Regions from separate parts of the Zea mays genome. Here regions 2, 3 and 4 are each linked to region 1. The links are chromatin contacts, called in public Hi-C maps. All regions are on one chromosome and are shown on one strand. The core of a region is the stretch at or near the end of the contact, and the rest is flanking DNA. Distances in the headings are between cores, read along the strand shown. Region 1 holds the start of LOC100274105. Region 2 has its middle 4.9 kb from the start of TRNAG-UCC. Region 3 holds the start of LOC100280837 (electron transporter). Region 4 holds the start of LOC103635785 (UTP--glucose-1-phosphate uridylyltransferase 3 chloroplastic).

Region 1 (3,113 bases), core at 416-2,915:
TCCTCGGGCTGTCCCCGCTGTCCATTCCAGAGCGAGTCAACCTGCTCAGCGCCTTCCTTGCGTCCGCGCAGTACCTCTTGCTCGTACCAAGGAGCGCCATGCCCCACTCCTTGCCACTGCCGCTCTTCTCGTCGTACCAATGCGACAGGCTGCCATCGCGTACTTTCCGCTCCTTCTCCAGGGCATCGCCTAGCGTGACGCTCCGGCGAGGAGGAGACGCGGACGCGGTGGTGGTGACAGAGGCGACGTCGCCCCGCGGCGTCCGTGGACGTGCCGGGCTCCGCTGGAAACCGAGGTGCACCGGCTTGGCGCTCCAGGGGAAGAAGAACATGAACCCGCACGCTTTCGGGGGCGTCTGCTCGCCCCGCGCGTCCTCTTTGGCACACGACGGGAGTTGTGCCTGTGCCGCCGCGTCTTCGCGCTCACACTGCGGCTGCTGCGGGGAATATATAGGCTGCTCAGAAGGGAGAGCGCGGCGCCGAACGTGCATCGCCACTATGGCTCTGGCCGTGGCCGTGGCCGCGGCCTCGGCCTCCCTGTCCCGGTCGCGCTTGGACTTGGAGCGGCGCGACGACGGCCGCCTCCTCGGGTGCTTGTCCGCAGACGTGGTGGCGATGGCGTTGGCGGCCGGGAGGAAGCGGTCCATGATGAAGCTCGGCGAGCGGCGCGACCCGAAGGCGCCGTCGATGGCGCTCAGGCGCGCGGAGATCGCGGCGAGGGCGAGCCTGTCGGAGGACGACACCCTGTCCAGCGCGTCGGAGAACGTGTCGTCGTCCTGCCGGTCGCTGCTGCTCGAGTCGGCGGTGGCGGTGCTGTGGTGGTGGTAGGCCCGTGCCCGCGCACGCGCGGCGTGGCACGTGCCGCACCGTCCCGGCGGCGGCTTCGGCAGCGGTACCTCCCGCTCCGCCGCGGCCGCTGCGCTCTTGGGCACGCCCGGTGAGCTCTCCCACTTGAACGGCACGTGCCCGCGCCGCGGGGACGCGTCGGCGCAGCCGCGGCGCGCGGCAGGCGTGTCGGCTGGCCGCCCGCAGCACGAGCGGCGTGGCGTTGGTAGCGGCGACTCGAGCAGCTGGGCAACGACGTGGTCGCTGCTACCCTTCCGCCGCCGCCGATGGTCGTCAGAGCTCCCGGCTACCACGACGACGTCCATGCCACGCATCTACCCGTCAGCATCAACAACTATAGCTATAGTACAGTAGCATTGCATGCAGCAACACGAGAGGCGTATAAAAGGCAGGCTGCGCGGAGGTGGTTGGAGATGTGCGCGCCGGGTCCGGCATGGCTGAGCCAAAGGCTTGCGACGCTGGTGGTTGGGCGTTAGTTGGTTAAACCTAAATGGAGTGAGCTCTCTACTCGTGAAGGCGTTTATAGGCCTCAATGGAGGTTGCCCAAAGGGAGGAGGAGCGCTTCCGTGTGGTGGGGCCAAGCTTAGCTCAATTTTTGCAAGTGTTGCATTCCCCCGGTTGGTTAATTGTTTTTTTAATCAAACAGGCACATAGCTATAAATTATTGTCACTTTCTCATTTTTAAGTGGGCCGCGATCTTGTGGGCAGGCACACAGCCAACCGATACACAAGTGGATTTGGTGAGTTCAGTGCATTTGCAGCCCGCTAAAGCCCAAGGCCTATCCCTTAACGGCAAATTCGGCTGAGTTATGCGGCACGCCCGCACGGGAACCGGGCAGCACGGCTTGCTAAACACGCAGAAAAGAAAAGCCGTTCTCCCTCCGTTTCCCCAAACCCCAAGGTCCCCAACCATGGCAGCCGCCGCCGATTCTGCCTCCGACCAAAACCCTAAGGACGCCGAGCGGCACGTGCTCACCGCCGAATCCGACGCCGATTTCTCCGAGGAGGACTACGACGAGGATGGGGAGGAGGAATACGAGGAGGAGGAGGAGCTGGACGGGCCGGCGGCGGCGGCGGCGGAGCGGGAGCGGATGCAGTCCGTGTTACGGAGGCTGTCATCCGACCCCGTGGGCATCCGCGTCCACGACGTGATCATCAAGGGCAACACCAAGACGCAGGACGAGCTCATCGAGGCGGAGGTCGCCGAGCTGCTCCGCGCCGCCCCCACCGTGCAGGACCTGCTCCGCGCCGCCAGTGTCGCCACTGCGCGGCTGCACGATCTCGACATCTTCGACGCCGTCAAGATCACGCTCGACGCCGGGCCGCCCGAGCTGCCTGGCACCACCAACGTCGTCATCGAGGTCGTCGAGGTGGCCAACCCCCTCACTGGCACCGCCGGCGTCTATTCGAAGCCCGAAGTGAGCTATCTCCTCTTGGCTCAGTGTATAGGTATTGCATTGGATGGTAAAATTTGGTGTGGCTGAGGCATGGGGTAATGGCAATCAATTTTTTAGGTATTGGATTCATGTAGCTGTTCCTTCTTATGGAAGTTTTTGAGACCCTGTATTCCTTATGGTCATTTGTATGTTTTTTCTCACGAGTTCCTACAATCCTACTAGTTGGGCACATTGCATTAGAGAGGATCGAAGGGCTCGAAGCGACGAAGCATCAAGACTCCAAAAGCCTATCCTCTTACTAAGTCATTTAGTAAGCTAACTTCGTAAGGAGTGTAGTGAAATGGGGGCTTTTAACTTACACCTCTGTAACTGGTTGTATAATCTCAACCCGTTGATGACTGTAGCATGCTGGAACCAGTTGGATATTGGATCATTTAGGTTAATTTATGATGTTATCGTTTGGTGAACATTTACCATGAGTTCATGAACTATATATAATTATCCATGGTTAGTGCATTTTTCTTTTGTTTTTATTTTATTAGCTATTGCTTTTGTTAATTATAATAGACTGCATGTTTTTGAATTAAATAATGATCAGCAAACACACACAAAAAGACACATGCATATATTGTAGTAGGGTTGAACTCACACAAACAATATTTAGGAAAACTAGTATTATTTTGGTTCGACCGATCTTGAGCTTGATCATGGAGACCCGTTACTTCATTTACGTTACTGGTAAATATGCTGGCATACATTAGTATTTGCAGCATATGTTCTTTCATGGTACACACTGACACTGGCACAAAGGTATTTTGTCTGGCTAGTAATTAGTGCATATTTGTTTTGTTTTTATTTTATTAGCCATTGC
Region 2 (3,123 bases), core at 567-3,066, 240 kb before region 1:
TGGGTCGGCGCGAGATGGAACACAAGGGGGAAAAAGGGAACCGCGGCTCATGTTATCCTGCGCCCAGGGCGGATGCGCTTGCAATAGGGGGTTACAAGCGTTCGCGAGAGAGGGAGAGAGCCTGTTCGTCAGTCCGTCCTCCCGCGCGGCCACCTTGCGTACGAGGGCCCTGGACCTTCCTTTTATAGATGTAAGGAGAGGGTCCAGGTGTACAATGGGGGGTGTAGCAATATGCTAACGTGTCCGACAAAGAGGAGCCAGAGCCCTATGTACATGCTGACGTGGCTGTCAGAGAGGTGCTAGTGCCCTGTGCATGTGATGTCGTGGCCGTCGGAGGAGCACTTGAGCCCTGTAGAAGCACAGTTGTCGGGGCTGTCGGGACCTTGCTGACGTCTCCTTGCTTCCGTAGGGGGCTGAGAACCGCCGTCGTCATGGGAGCATGCGGGGTGCCATCATTACTTGTTTACCGGGGCGAGCCAGATGGGACGTCGGTCTTGTTCCCCGTAGCCTGAGCTAGCTAGGGGTAGGGTAATGATGTACCCCCTGTAGCGTGGTCGGTCCGAGCCCTGGGGTCGGGCGAGGCGGAGATTCCTCCGAGGTCGAGGTTGAGGCCGAGCCCTGGGGTCGGGCGAGGCGGAGACCGTCTTCCGAGGTCGAGGTTGAGACTGAGTCCTGGGGTCGGGCGAGGCGGAGACCGTCTTCCGAGGTCGAGGTTGAGGCCGAGCTCTGGGGTCGGGCGAGGCGGATACCGTCTTCCGAGGTCGAGGCGGGGGCCGAGCCCTAGGGTCGGGCAAGGCGGAGCTTCCTATGGCGCCTGAGGCTGGACTCGGCTGCTGTCAGCCTCACCCTGGCGGGTGGCACAGCAGTCGGAGCAGGGGCAAGCGGCGCTGTTTTCCTGTCAGGTCAGTCAGTGGAGGGGCGAAGTGACTGCGTTCACTTCGGCCCTGCCGACTGAGGAACGTGTGTCCGGATAAGGTGTCAGGCGATCCTTGCATTGAATGCTCCTGCGATACGGTCGGTTGGCGAGGCGATCTGGCCAAGGTTGCTTCACTGCGAAGCCTGCCCGAGCTGGGCCTCGGGCGAGTCGAAGGTGCGCCCGTTGCTTGAGGAGGCCCTCGGGCGAGGCGTGAATTCACTTGGGTCTACTGTTCCTGTCCGAGTCTGGGCTCGGGCGGGGCGAGATCGTGTCCCTTGAGTGGACGGAGCCTTGGCCTGAATTACGTCCATCAGGCTTTTGCAGCTTGTGCTGATGGTGATTATCAGCCGAGTTTAGGAGTCTCGGGGGTACCCTAATTATAATCCCCGACAAACACGGCGCACATAAGGTGCAATGAATAGCTGGTAGATCAGACCCGAGTATATATAACCCACTGTAATTCCAGTCAATATAGCAAATTGGACTACTGCACTACGAAATAAAAGTCGATCGTGTAGTTGTGCTACTATTGAGTGGCCGGCCTTTTCCTTCCAAGTTAAGCTAGGCACGGATCACTGCTAATAATCAGACCTAGCTCGCCGAGGAAGAAAACGATTAATTAGCTAGCTAGCTGGGATAGAAAAAGGTTGCTGAGCTGAAACAGAGACATTTTGTCGTCAATGCATGACGTGTCTTATTTACCGTACGAGGATTTGTGGGTACGCTACCGTGCCATCTCCGCTTAATTAGTTAGCAGCCTCTCTCGCGAATTCAGCAGTTAGTTCTCAACGAAGAGACGTGCGGTTTTGGTTTTGTTTCCATGCATGGCAGCCTACACAGGAATCGATCAGATCTGGACAGTGTGTGTTACTGTTCTCTCCGGCCCTCAGCTCTCCTACCTTTTACATAGGGATGAGAGTAACTGCGTTGGACTGACTGTTAGTGGAACACTGCCAGCTAGCTCGGTCAGGTGGTGTCCTTTCCTTCATTCGTAAAGTAGTCAAAACAGTTGAAATATTAGGCGAGACGTCCGTATCGTCTGCGTTTTTTTTTGTAGTCCGCAACATTCTCGACAGCACTCGAGAAGCCTACCTCACCTGGGAGCTGGCCTAGCTAGCTACTACCTGAACTTTTCCGTGAGAACACGTGTCTGGCTGAAAAGAACCTCTTGCTGCTTCGTCGATCTCCTTCTCTCCGTCATCTTGTATATCGAACAAGAAGCGGCGGCCACAATGCAAGACTGAGTAGGTCGGTCCTTCCTACCTCCAAACCACCTTGAACTACTACCGGAATCACGTTCTTTGCCGAGTGTCTAAGACACTCGGCAAAGGCTATTTTACACTTGGCAAAGGCTTTGCCGAGTGTAACACTCGGCAAAGATTTCATCGGCAAAGGGTTGTTTGCCAAGTGCTTTTTTTCGGACACTCGGCAAAGACTTTGCCGAGTGTCAAAAAGCACTCGGCAAAGAAAAACACTCGGTAAATTAAGAATCGAAAAAATTAAAAAAACAGCAAAATATTTTTTAAATTCTAGGAACAACTCTCCAACCCTACTCTATTACCTTACCCGTTGCCCTATCATTTTTCACTATTATTTTGAATCAAACTTAATATGTTTTGTAAAAGGTGAGATTCGAACTCGCAACCTCTCTCTCGCGCATACCCTCCTATACCACTACACTACTACACCAATTATGTTTATATTACGATTTCCATTCCCCATGTACTATAACAAATCGAGAGTAATTTGATTATTTAAGGCACTAAATGAGTTCATTTGAAAATGTGACCAACTATAAAGTTGCATAACTTTTTGAGATCTAAAAGTTTTATTTTAATAGTTTTTACATCCGAGACCGTTTATAAAATTTGAATTTTAAATTTAAAAACTTCACACAAAATTTTCAATGATAAGATGATTTCAAATCAAAAAATTGTCAACTACAAAGTTTCATTACATTTCAAGACCTACAACTTTTATTTTGGTGGTTTTTCCATCCGAGACAGTTTGAAAAATTCAAATTTCAAAATTCAAACATAGTTTTGCATAACAAGATGATTTCAAACTAAAACATTGTCAACTACAAAGTTTCATAACTCTTCAATACCTACAACTTTCATGTTGGTGGTTTTTCCTTTCGAAGTCGTTTTCAAAATTCAAATTTTAAATTTTTTAAATTCAGACGTAGTTTTCGTTGACAATATGAC
Region 3 (2,913 bases), core at 140-2,639, 130 kb before region 1:
ATCGGCACTTTAGATGATCTTGAGATTTTATTAAATTTATGCAATAGTCTATCACCTGCAAGTGTGTAAGTTTTTGTTAAAAATACCAGAGTGGATAAAAAATTATACATACCAGGGTCACCAAATGAAAAACTAAGCATGAATTACCTCATCACTTAGATAGCGTAGTTGAGGATGTAAACCAACTTGAGTTGAGTTGTCTAGTGGGTGGGAGCTTAAGTGTTCTGCTCAAGGCATCTAGGGTTCAATCCTTGAGCTTTGAAGCAATTTTTTTTTGCTGCGGGCAAAACAATAACGGACGAGGAGGGCAGAACGGGGTGGCAGCCTACCCCTTACATTCTTCATAGTAGTAGAGATTCATCTTAGCTTAGAAAAATATGAAACTAATTTTATTATTTTTCTAAAATCAAGATCATTCTAATGGTATATAGTTTATAATCGTTTGAGACTTTTATAAATCTTTTTTTATATTTTCTTACCTGTTATTACTCTTGATACGTATATTTATAAGTTGCACGAGAACTTAAGAAGGACCAAGAGGACACTAATTATATTGACTATGCCAAGTAGTAGGAGTACAAATAGAGTGTAAAAATATGAAACTAATTTTATTATTTTTCTAAAATCAAGATCATTCTAATGGTATATAGTTTATAATCGTTTGAGACTTTTATAAATATTTTTTATATTTTCTTACCTGTTATTACTCTTGATACGTATATTTATAAGTTGCACGAGAACTTAAGAAGGACCAAGAGGACACTAATTATATTGACTATGCCAAGTAGTAGGAGTACAAATAGAGTGTAAGTGTCATATCATTATACACATCTTAATTCTACTTTATTTAAATACATAATAATGATTTTATTATTGTATACTTCTTACCTTTATATATTTAATGTGACCTCCTATCTTATATATTATTACTAATTTTATATGAATGTATGGCTCGTGTGAATATTTGAAGTCAATTGAGGTACATGTTACAGTTTTTACCGATCGAATTTTAGATTCCAATCGTAATATGTGTAATTTTCGTACCGAACTTTTGTTTCCGATGTTTTCGAATTATCGATATCGCTTTTGTTTCTGAAATTACCGTTTTTTATCTCGTTTCCAAGAAAAATATAAAAATAAAAATAATTTTAGTGTTTACTGATAGTTTTCATCCTAAATATGACCGCAGCCTGCAGCCGCAGCGATGTTGAATGGATAACAACTGTTTGAGTGGGCTTGGGCTTGGTTGGACAAAAGCTCACCCCATCTCATAAAACCCACGTCCCACAGCACAAACACGACACGACACAACTCCGAGGGCCGAGGTCAGCAACGCAAAGCAGCACGTTCCCGTCCCGACGCGCTTCCCGCCTGAGTCCGCCGCGGACATCGATCCCCAGTTCCGTCCCCATGTGGCCGTCCTGGGTCAAGACGCGCAGCTCTGACGACTCCGCCGTCGGCGCCGCCGCCTCCACCTCCACCGCCGTCGGCGCGTGCCCTCGCCTCTCCATCCCCAACCCGTGTCTCAAGGACCTCCGGTCCCTGCTTTCGCCGGACTCCTCCGCCTCCCCGGCGCCGCGCGTCTTCCACCGCCTCCGCGTCGCCGCCTCGGCGCTCCGGGTCCTCCGCGCGATCCAGCATCCCGCGTCCCAGTCCCCCGCCGGCGGCAAGGAGCCAGCACCGGGCGCCTGCGGCGGCGGGCGGGTGGTGCTGTACTTCACCTCCCTCCGCGTGGTCCGCGGCACCTACGAGGACTGCCGCGCGGTGCGCGCCATTCTGCGCGGGCTCCGCGCCGCCGTCGACGAGCGCGACCTGGCCATGGACCCGGGCTACCTGCCGGAGCTGGCCTCGCTCCTGCCCCACGCGCCGCGCGGCCGCGTGGCGCTGCCCCAGGTCTTCGTGGGCGGCCGCCACGTCGGCGGCGCCGAGGAGGTGCGGCGCCTCCACGAGGCCGGCGAGCTCCGGCGCATCGTCGCCCCCGCGTCGTCCGGCGGCAGCTGCGCCCGCTGCGGCGCCCAGCGCTACGTGCTCTGCGCCGCCTGCCACGGCAGCCACAAGCGGTACAGCCTCAAGGGCGGCGGCGGGTTCCGGTCCTGCGCCGAGTGCAACGAGAACGGGCTCGTCCGCTGTCCCGCCTGCTGCGTCGTCCCCGCCTCCTGATCCAGATCCGAGATCCAACTGCTCCACGCAAACTCTGTATGACTGCTTGTACTCTGTACTACTTACTACTCGGGCTTAGGACTACTTGTACTCAGCTTGCCATCAAACTTGGTTGAAACTAATGATGAGTGTCTTGTTGTGGGAGTTACTTTCCTCCGATCTTCGATTTTCCGTTTCAGTTCCTTTCCGGTCTGCTCATGGCTAATCTGCCTTTCCGTCTATCTTTGCGTATCCATTCCATTGCTTCTTCGGTTATTGATTGTCGGTAATGCTGGATCAAGTCAGCTCGGCTTATCCGAGTTTAAGCTGGCTTAGGGCCCGTTCGTTTCTGCTGGATTGCACCAAGAATTATTCCTGTTGATCAAAACTTATATAAATTAGAAGCAATCCGGGCCGGAACAGTTCCGGCCTTCTATTCCCCGTCAACCGAACGGGCCCTTATTAAGTTAGCGATTTAGCTTGGCTCGGTTTGGTTCGTTAAGCTAACGAGCCATAGAGTTAGCACGGCTTACTTTTCTAGCTTGTGAGATAGAATAGAAAAAATATGTATACAATAATCAATTTTTAGTTAATTTCAAACTAAATTTAACAATAAAAATAGTAATTATATTTATAGTTTCACGTACCACATCAATGTAACATCAAATTAACACAATTAATGATTGATCAATTTACAATCCACTCACATGTTCATCGGTTTAACACACAGTTATATTTGTATGGACCAATTTAACACATAGACACAGTTCATCA
Region 4 (2,835 bases), core at 20-2,519, 140 kb after region 1:
TTTTTTGGGTCAATGAGTCGACCCGAAACTCATCTGATTCAACTCATTCAGATTTCAAAGCAATGTGTCTGAGATAATATTGAACTAGTTAAACGACCCACTACTACTAATTGGTGTTACCAATTGCATCCTTTGTTAGGTCCATCTAGTTAATGTTAACCAAATGTGTTGGAACTTGGAAGGTTTGTAGTTTCAAAACATGATGCAACTTACCTTCTTGTATGACTGCATTTTAAATATGATGCCGTAGCTCGTAAATGTTTTTACTACTTTGCACCTTTTCAGTTGCTAACTTATGATTCCGGCAGGTATCAGAATTTGGCAACATGTGTGCTTCGTCGTTTACTAAGTCTCCCACATACAAGCAAAGGAATGCTCACCCGATGATGCCACCAATGCAGTCGTAGAACTCCTCGACGTTGTCGAGGAACTTGAGCAGTCTAGGTAGCACCTCCATTTCCTCCCTTCTCTCCTTGGCAGCCACCACTCCCTCCGAGGTCCACTTCCCGACCAAACCGGCCAGGCTATACAGCGCATCCCGCAGGGCACTCCCACCACTGACCCCGTTGCGGTGGTGGTGCTCGTGATGGCCGCCGTCGCCGCCGTACCAATCGAGCTCATGGCCGAGCACGTGCTCCTGTCCTGCCGCGACGAGGCATTTCAGCAGGAGCACCTCGCGGGGCTCGAGCACGCCCAACACCCCGCGGCTGGACTCCTCGCCGAAGAACGCCGCGACGCGGGGCTCAGCGTCGAGCGCGCGGAGTTTCTCGTGGAGCGTGTGCGCCGCGCGGAGCCTCTCGCGGGCGGCGGAGAGGCGAGCGACCTCCGCGGCGATCGCTGGATCCTGGTGCGGCTGCTGAGCGGGGGTAGGCGCGGGCGTGGGCGCGAGTCCCGGTGGTTCGCGCTCGATCGGAGCGGTGGAGACGCCCTGCGAGCGCGAGGCTGGCGAGGGGGGCGGCGACGGCAGCGCTGAGAGGAGGCGGCTCCGTCCGCCGCGGCATCGCGGGGCACGCGCGCGAGGGAGTGGGAGGCGCTGCGAGAAGAGGGACGCGGCGTGGAGGCGGAGGTGGGGCGGAGCAGGAGGGATGGGTGCGCGAGAGGCCATGAGTTTTTGGTGGTGGCAGTGGTCAGTGCGGACTGGGGACTTGGGGAGGGAGGGAGCGGGCGGGCGGGCCGGCGGGCAGAGCCGTAGAGGCGAGAGCGGGAGGGGGGAGCCGCGGAGGGGATAAGGAGCAGACCGTGACAGCGAAAGGCCGAGGGGCGGACGGGCATATGCTCTCGGGCGATACGGTGCCTACTGGATTCTCGGGTGCCCGCCGTGCGCGGGTCGCGGTCGCGGTCACGCTGAGCCGAGACGAGGACAAAAGGACGATGGTTATTGGCTTGTGCTACGCGTCGTCCGACTGGTGATTTTTGTTGTGTTTGATTGAGATTTTTTGTTGTGTTTGGTTGATTGGGTTTGGAGGAAGGAAAAAACATAGTCCAATTGTTGTTAAATTGATTTACCAACTTTTATCCGAATTCTCATGTGTTTTTTCTAAGGCCTCGTTTGTTTTCTTTCATTTTGAGGAATTGGAATCTTACTATTTGAATAGGCTATTTTTTTTAGAATGTGACATTCCACCACTTTCCAAAGTTATCATATAACCCTATCTCAAATTCATGGGGTGAGAGATGGAAATTGATTATATAGATTTACATGCTATTTTCCGATGTACAACTTCTAACACACTCTTCTACTTGCTTCGTTATAACATGAATGTAGTATATAACTATCTGTCTCATGTAATTTAAGATGATATACAAATATATTACTTATATAAATATATAAACTTAATTAGTTTTGTCTAAATTGTAATTATTAAAATGAAATTCAATTCCAACGAAACAAACGGGACCTAAGGGATTTATGTCGCGATACGCGCGACCCTGTCGACCCTGTTTTTTTCTGTTTTTTTAGCTTCTAGCATCAAACGGCTAACTTTTTAGTCCGCTTCTATAAAAATCTTTTTGTCAAAACCTTTCAAAATCAACATGAATATCGAATCTGCCGAGTCGTTGTGATAATAAAAAAATGTCACTTTCTATATCCTAAATTATATGAACTTTTTTATCTTTCTCTGCTTTCATTCAGATTTTTAGAAAAGTTTCTAAAAGAACTGAACCAAACAGGTTCAGGAAAGCTCTAAACCACCTCCTAGCAGGTGCTACCAGCAACCATTTCAACGGCATCGTTCTTTTGTCCCTCCTGCCGCTCGCGGATCTGGGCAGGGACATGGACACGAAGATGGAGGACAGGGCTTTGGCCAGTTCCACGGGTCTCAAGATGGCCGTGGCCATGGAGGGCATCTTCAGCAACAACATTATCATCCCGGTTCCAAGGGGACACAATAGGCGTAATGCAGAAGTGCATCCACTATCTCAAGGCAACAATATTCAGCAACACTGGCGGACCCAGGGCCCGGCGACCCTGGGCGCCTGTCCGGGCTCTGAAACCGCTGTCTCCGTAGATTTCTATTGCAGAACATTCTACAAACTACAAGGTTTATCTGGACTCGACCAAGGCCAAGAAACCACACCCACCATTTTGTTGGAGGTGTAAACGCACTGGTGATCAGGTTGATGAGTGCAAAGCAAATCTCGACTGCTTTATCTGTAACAAAAAGAAGTCACATGTATCTATCATCCAAGTGCCCACTGCTGAAAATGTCTCTTTCCCTGGGTTCGGTAAGGGGTGAGTTGGGGTTTCTTCGGACGCCTTATTTTGATTTTAAGTTAGAAACCCCAGAACCAGCGTCCACTGCTTTGGTTAAGGTGACAGGGAGAAAGTTACAT

The links. Hi-C and Micro-C count contacts between places; a contact is called where the count stands out from the background.
Region 2: a contact with region 1 is called in a Hi-C map of leaf, with 8 times the contacts expected there. The contact joins the enhancer-like site here to the promoter of LOC100274105 in region 1. A contact is called at or near these places in 7 of 25 Hi-C or Micro-C datasets (bundle sheath, endosperm, leaf and 3 more) and 1 of 3 datasets of contacts at active chromatin or transcription factors (leaf).
Region 3: a contact with region 1 is called in a Hi-C map of tassel, with 3 times the contacts expected there. The contact joins the promoter of LOC100280837 here to the promoter of LOC100274105 in region 1. A contact is called at or near these places in 5 of 25 Hi-C or Micro-C datasets (bundle sheath, ear, endosperm and 2 more).
Region 4: a contact with region 1 is called in a Hi-C map of endosperm, with 2.5 times the contacts expected there. The contact joins the promoter of LOC103635785 here to the promoter of LOC100274105 in region 1. A contact is called at or near these places in 2 of 25 Hi-C or Micro-C datasets (endosperm and leaf).

What each region holds. Positions count from the first base shown.
Region 1 is chr8:120,911,561-120,914,673 of Zm-B73-REFERENCE-NAM-5.0, reverse strand. It overlaps LOC100274105, which reads left to right and starts at 1,665. Exons shown (of 4, transcript NM_001348069.1): 1 at 1,665-2,263. The coding sequence starts at 1,757.
Region 2 is chr8:121,148,339-121,151,461 of Zm-B73-REFERENCE-NAM-5.0, reverse strand. No RefSeq gene overlaps it. Among protein-coding and RNA genes, the nearest start is that of TRNAG-UCC, 4.9 kb to the right of the region's middle. Within about 2 kb of position 1,816, at least 11 of the 20 cell types and tissues checked have an H3K27ac peak or open chromatin away from gene starts, as enhancers often do. A contact at or near this core is called in bundle sheath, leaf and leaf mesophyll, where this site is marked.
Region 3 is chr8:121,042,808-121,045,720 of Zm-B73-REFERENCE-NAM-5.0, reverse strand. LOC100280837 (electron transporter) reads left to right here and starts at 1,389. Exons shown (of 1, transcript NM_001153757.2): 1 at 1,389-2,379. The coding sequence starts at 1,411. The coding sequence ends at 2,160.
Region 4 is chr8:120,769,817-120,772,651 of Zm-B73-REFERENCE-NAM-5.0, reverse strand. LOC103635785 (UTP--glucose-1-phosphate uridylyltransferase 3 chloroplastic) reads right to left here and starts at 1,269. Exons shown (of 17, transcript XM_008658160.2): 1 at 381-1,269. The coding sequence starts at 1,105.